Regions from separate parts of the Hordeum vulgare genome. Here region 1 is linked to region 2. Evidence: chromatin contacts called from public Hi-C data. All regions are on one chromosome and are shown on one strand. Each heading gives the region's core, a stretch centred on a gene start, on an enhancer-like site or on the middle of the called end of the contact. The rest is flanking DNA. Distances are from core to core; before and after follow the strand shown. Region 1 holds the start of LOC123439525. Region 2 holds the start of LOC123439454 (O-fucosyltransferase 30).

What was found. Hi-C and Micro-C count contacts between places; a contact is called where the count stands out from the background.
Region 1: a contact with region 2 is called in a Hi-C map of leaf, with 5 times the contacts expected there. The contact joins the promoter of LOC123439525 here to the promoter of LOC123439454 in region 2. A contact is called at or near these places in 2 of 6 Hi-C or Micro-C datasets (both in leaf).

The regions. Positions count from the first base shown.
Region 1 is chr1H:387,346,904-387,350,184 of MorexV3_pseudomolecules_assembly, forward strand. LOC123439525 reads right to left here and starts at 1,816. Exons shown (of 6, transcript XM_045116252.1): 1 at 386-1,816; 2 at 1-126. The coding sequence starts at 1,816.
Region 2 is chr1H:387,043,272-387,046,408 of MorexV3_pseudomolecules_assembly, forward strand. LOC123439454 (O-fucosyltransferase 30) reads left to right here and starts at 1,408. Exons shown (of 2, transcript XM_045116166.1): 1 at 1,408-1,924; 2 at 2,336-3,137. The coding sequence starts at 1,482. It overlaps LOC123439444 (hexose carrier protein HEX6-like), which reads right to left and starts at 1,302. Exons shown (of 3, transcript XM_045116157.1): 1 at 946-1,302; 2 at 189-508. The coding sequence starts at 1,084.

The DNA of each region.
Region 1 (3,281 bases), core at 566-3,065, 300 kb after region 2:
AGTTGACACATACTTGAGCACATGATCCAAACAACATGACTGGGGATCAGAAACTCTAGAATGATAAGCAGCATCAACTTTGTAGATAAGCCCCAATAATTCCGAGGAACCCAAAACTTCCAATACCTGAACAATCCAAACAGCAGCAAGACAGCAAATGGCCATTAGTTCAACAAATATCAAGTACTGAAAGGCTTACTTTTGTTGAATTTGCTGTCATGATTTGAATAAACTTTGGATTAACACATTAAGCAAAATTCAGAACTGTCCGGATAATAGTCGCATATGCATGATGTCTAACAAATGCAAGATTACACTGATATGATTCCATTGTGCAGAAGGTGGGCATACTTCTGGAAATATGACCCAATAAGTGTGTACTAACCTTTGATACCATTTGCAGCACTGAAACGACATCAGAATGAATAAACTTATGAGCAAACCCCAAGAAATGGACTACCAGTGAACTATAGAACAAATAGTTGGACAGCACGAACCCCTGCCATGCTGGAGAGTACCCTACATCACACCTTTGCATCTTTCCATCAGTAACGCAATTCACATTTCGTCCGCCAGGAGGTGGCAGATCGTACTCATTCAGACCACCTTGCTGAACCTTCCATGGTTCCATATAGACCACCCAAGCAGAAAAGACCTGAGCAATGTTCTTGATATCTGCATCCCTGGAGCAGAACATGAACGTCCTTAGCACAAACCGATACAATGGTCTCTGCATCAATGGATTCCAGTAGCTAGCGGGACTGTCACACGACTCCTTCCTTGAGAGCATTCCATCAAACACATTGCATGTGTCAGCGAGTTTGCAGACACTGCTCCTGGTCAAATACATCACCAACAGCTTCACTGCATCTCCAAGTCCTGGAGCTGGCAGTCTCTCAGACAGTGTAGGATTTGCGCGAGACAGAAGTGACAGTAAAGGCAACCCATAGGAACGGCAAGTCCGAACAGGCAGCGGCGAGAAATCGTCCCCAACAAGCCAGAACTGTACGAGTGTGTGCACGAAGAACTCGGCTCGTCTGAAGGATCCAGCAGCGTCTACACCATCTCTGGCATCCCGATGCAGCAATGTACCGAAACCAGCACGTGGCGGGGCGCAGTCCCTGGGCACGAACTCCTTAAGGTAGGCGTACAGAAGCTTCAGGTATAGCGATCTATCGGGCTTCCGATCGGGATTGCGGCCGGTCGTGGATGTGAGGGTGGACACCCAACTCTCGAGGAGAACGCGTGGCTTAAGCGAGGGTTTCGAAGTGGAGGTCGATCCTTTCGAGGCGCGGGCGGCTGCCTTGGCCGTGGCGGCGGAGATGGGGTAGTACGCGAACCAGAAAAGGTAGTACTCGAACACCGAGAGATGAAGCTTGGAGCCGACGCGGCCCGCGAGGAGCGGCGAGATCACCTTATCGGAGGAGGCCGCGGTGGACGACAGCGCGAAACCGAGCCAATCGGGGAGCCGCTCGCGAGGGAACGTGAAGCGAGCGAGGGAGTGGCGATCCGCGGCGGAGATGGCGACGAGGAGCGGCCCGGAGGGGGAGAGGAGCGACGCGATGAGGTTGGCGAGGGCGGCGTCGCCAGCGGCGAGGTCGAGGAAGCACGGCGAGGCGGGGGAGCTGGAGACGAACAGGCGGAAGAGGAGCGCCGGGAGCGCGTCGGCGAAGAAGGCGCGCGGCTGGTTGGCGCCGGAGCGGTGGCGGCGGAGGAAGTCCGCGACGGACGAGACGGCCGCCGCCGCGGCCCGCGGCGTGGACGCGGCGAGGACGGCCGCCGCGAGCCCGGCCGCGGAGCCGGTCGCCGGCGGCATATCACCGCCGCGCGGAGGGAGGGCGCGCGGTAGGGTTTTTGGTGGGGAATTTTGGCGAGGCGCGTTGGGGAGGACGAGAGGATTTGAAACGGGGACCGGAACTGGAATGGAGCTTTCGAAGATTTCGCAAATGGCGCCCTGCGAAAAGCGTTTCCTCCACGCTCTCTCCCCTCGCCCCGACTTTTTTGCGTCAGGGTGAACTATAGATTACCTCGCTGACCGGTGGGTCCATAAAGAGCACGGCGTCTGCCTGTTGGTGGGTATGGTTGCGTGTCAAGGTCCTGGGTCGAGAAATGCATTGATGATGTGGCTCGGTGTTGGGTTTGTGGGACGGCAACGGCAAGCTGTGTGTTGGCTTGAAAAGGACGCTGTGGACAAATTCGGCTGGGCTCCTGGCCAAGCTCGGCTTAATATTTTTTTGGCCGGCCCAGTTTTGTTTCTTTTTTTCCTGTTACCTTTTTTCTTCTCTGTTTTTTCTTTTTTTGGTTCGTTTTTTATTTCCTTTTTCCTTTTCTTTTTTAATTGAAGCAAATACATTTTTCGAATTTAAAGAACAATTTTTTAAATCATGAAAAAAAATCTTGAGATCAAATTTTGAAAAGGAGAACAATTTTAAAAAACCACGACAAAATTTGAAAGGACGAACAAATTTTAAAGCACAATCATTTTTTGGATTTTGAGAACAATTTTTGAAACCGAGAACACATTTTTAAAGCACGGACATTTTTTGAATCTTGAGAACAAAATTTTGAAAAGTGACAAAATTTGGAAGTGCGGACAATTTTTCAACCACGAACATTTTCTCAATCTTGAGAACAAAATTATGAAAATGTGAACAATTTTGAAAAAACCCAAAAAAATTGAAAGCACAACAAATTTCTAAAGAACGAACATTTTTTGAATTTGGAGAAAAAATTTGAAACCAAGAACAATTTTAAAAAAACGTGAACAAATTTGGAAGCGCAAACAATTTTTTAAAGCACGAACATTTTTTGGATCTTTAGAATAAAATTATGAAAAGGAGAACAATTTTGAAAAACCTCGAACAAATTTGAAAGCGCAAAAAAAAATTAAGCACAAACATTTTTTGAATTTTGAAAACAAATTTTGAAACTGAGAACTATTTAAAAAACCATAAACAAATTTGGAAGCGCAAACAATTTTTTAAAGCACGAACATTTTTGAATCTTGAGAACAAATTTTGAAACTGAGAACAAATTTGAAAAACCCCAAACAAATTTGGAAGCGCGAATAAATTTTTAAAGCACGAACATTTTTTGAATTTTAAGAGCAAATTTTGAAATCAAGAACAATATTGAAAAATCCTAAACAAATTTGGAAGATGAACAATTTTTTAAAGCACGGAAAAAATTTGAATCTTAAGAATTTTTTTGAAACTGAGAACAAATTTGAATCTTAAGAACAAATTTTGAAACCAAGAACATTTTTGGAAAATACAGAATAA
Region 2 (3,137 bases), core at 158-2,657:
TCTACAGCTCCACACAGCCGCACAAGATTTGTGGATTGATGCAGGGTCCGGGAGGATGATCTTTCTATTAGAAATCTACAAATGCCTGAAGAAATTTCACTGTGCTACAGTTTTTTTTAATCTCCTGAACTACATGTTACACACTGACTTAAAAGATCATTAGCTTGAATTGCAGCAGAGAGAGTTACCTGGTTAGTGAACCCCAGGCCTATTCCCAGCAGGATCCGGTTGAGGAGAAGCATGGGCACGTTCACGGCTGCTCCCCCGAACGCCGAGCCGGCGATAAAGACGGTTCCACCGATCAGCATGGACGCACGGCGGCCAAACCTCCTCGTGACAGACGACGCGAACAGCGTCGCGATGAGGCCGGCGATATAGAGGGAGGAGGTGAAGACGGTGAGGAGCTCGCTGTCGAACTGGCAGTAGTTGCTGACATTGCTGTCCTGCTTGCGGCGGTACACCTCCGGGAAGAACGTCTTCAGAAATGAGTCCATGGAGGTGACACCGCCTAGAAGATTTCAGAACCGCATGCATTCAGTTTCAGGGAATTTGGGGTGGGAATGGGAATGGAATGCATATGTCGAACTAAGTTCATTGCGTAATGTTCACCGAATCCATTGCCCAATAATGGAATGATGGAACGCATCATTTTTTTTCTTTTTCTATAATCCCTCAAAAAAGTCTAGACCTAGATCATCTTGATCTGAAGGAAAATGGAACAGAGGAAAGCACCCTGAACTCATCAGATTTTGTGTCCCAATAATGGAAGAGAAAATCTGCACCACCACGAGGCACGGAAGCCATGAATGCACCGCAAGTAAGCCATGAATGCCATTTTAACTCCTTCCAAGTCAAGCTTCCAACTTTCAGTTCTCATATTCCTTTCTGTTGAGCCCAAAAGAGTTAACAATCTACTCTAGAAAGGAGTGAGGAAGATAGGCGGACCGGAGATGCCGAGGTCGTAGCCGAAGAGGATGCCGCCGCTGCCGGCGACGATGCAGGTCAGCACCACGAACGGCGTCACCCGGCCGCTGTACTCTCCGGAGCCGGCGGCCGGCGCGTCCACGAACGCCCCTATCGCCATCACTCCCTGCCCACCTAGTCCAAGGGCAGAGTGTCGTGTCGCGGGAGAGAGGGAGGGAGGGAAAGAGGATATAGAAATTTATCGGCGGATGGATTGCTGACGTGCGCCCACCGGCGGAGAAACGGCCGCACGTCGCCGGCGAGATTGACTGACACCTTTGACTACCTCTGGGGTCCCACCCGTCGACGGCCCTGTGGATTCTGGGATTCTTTTTTTTTTTGAGGAGGTATTCTGATTTTGTTGCGGCTGGAAATGATACTATGAGCAGTGGGCCCAAGTAAATTGGGCTTAACTTGTCCAATTGAGCCCATGGACTCTGTAGTTCTAACCCATTAGAGTTACTCACTTCGTATCGGATGCAACCGTAAGATCCGATCTGCCGGTGGCCGCCGGCGAGATGGACCTGCCGGCGAGCCGCGGCCGGTGGCGCAGGCGGAGCGCGCGGTCGAACGTGCGGCTACTTGTGGCCGTCTTGTTCCTCCTCCTCCCGGCATCCCTCCTGCTCTCCTCCTCCTACTCCTCCCTGCTCCGCTCCCTACTCCCCTTCTCCGCCTCCGCGCCCGGCAGTGACGGCGGCACCCCGAGGTGTGGGCGCTCCGCGGAGCTGCAGGGAGAGAGGTTCCTCTGGTACGCACCGCACAGCGGGTTCAGCAACCAGGTGGGCGAGCTGCGGAACGCTGCGGTTGCGGCCGCGCTGCTCAACCGCACCCTCGTCGTGCCCCCCGTGCTCGACCACCACGCCGTCGCCCTCGGGAGCTGCCCAAAGTTCAGGGTCGCCGAACCCTCCGACCTCCGAGCCGCCGTCTGGGACCACGCCATGCAGCTCCTCCGGGAGCAGAGGTAAAGGCCACACCACACCTTCTCTGCGTTGCGTCTGCTCGGTTTACTGATTCTTTGGAATGATGGGCTTTAGTAATCAATCATGTTGCGAGGTATTAAAGCTTCATTAGAATGTTAACAATGCAAACACCAAAAATGTAAGAATGCTAGGCAATCTTCATGATTTGGAATCACACTGATCCTAATTGATGGAGACTCCAGTACGGTGAGATTGCTGCCAAGAGAAATCTGGATATAGAGATGTAATGTGGTTGTTACACACTTACACTGCGGAGTACTCACTCTACTAATTAGCACAATAATGATATAATTTTTCTAGCTTGCAGTGTTCACAATGGGCTTCCATGTTCATTATGGATTTGGAATAACATCATGAGAATCAAGTCTTCATTCTGAATTTTTACGTTTCAGGTATGTTTCGATGGGTGACATAGTTGATCTGTCCCCACTGAAGCCTTTGGTTAAGACAATTGATTTCAGGGTGTTTGTTTCATTATGGTGCGGTGTAGATATGCGGAAAACTTGCTTTGCTGGGTTGTGCTGTGCTGTTTCTGGCGGTGGATCATTGCCAAGTGACTATGATAGATGCCGGTCTTTGCTGTCTGGTTTAGAAGGCAGTGAAAGTAGTGGTTGTGTGTACCCTGTTCAGGATGATTGTAGAACCACAGTCTGGACATATCAGGAGAATAATGATAGAGCACTGGATTCGTTTCAACCTGATGAAGAGTTAAAAAGGAAGAAGAAGATATCATATGTTAGGAGGCGTAAAGATATATACAAGAGTTTAGGGCCTGGTAATAAAGCTGAGGATGCTACCTTGTTGGCCTTTGGGACACTTTTTTCAGCACCATACAAGGGATCAGAGTCTTATTTTGATATCCATGAATCACCAAAGGATCATAGATTACAGAATCTACTTGAGAAAATTGAGTTCCTTCCTTTTGTCCCAGAGATCATGGCTGCGGGGAAGGAGCTTGCTAAGAGCAAGATTAAGGAGCCTTTTCTTTGTGCACAACTAAGATTGTTAGATGGCCAGTTTAAGAATCACTGGAAATCTACCTTTTCTGCCCTTAAGGAGAAGCTGAAATCTCTTGAGGTGGAAATGAAGACAAACAAGAACAGTGGTCCTGTTCAAATTTTCCTCATGACTGATCTCCCCCCAGCAAACTGGACGAAAACCTATCTCGCAGATATTGCAAAAGATGTGAGATAT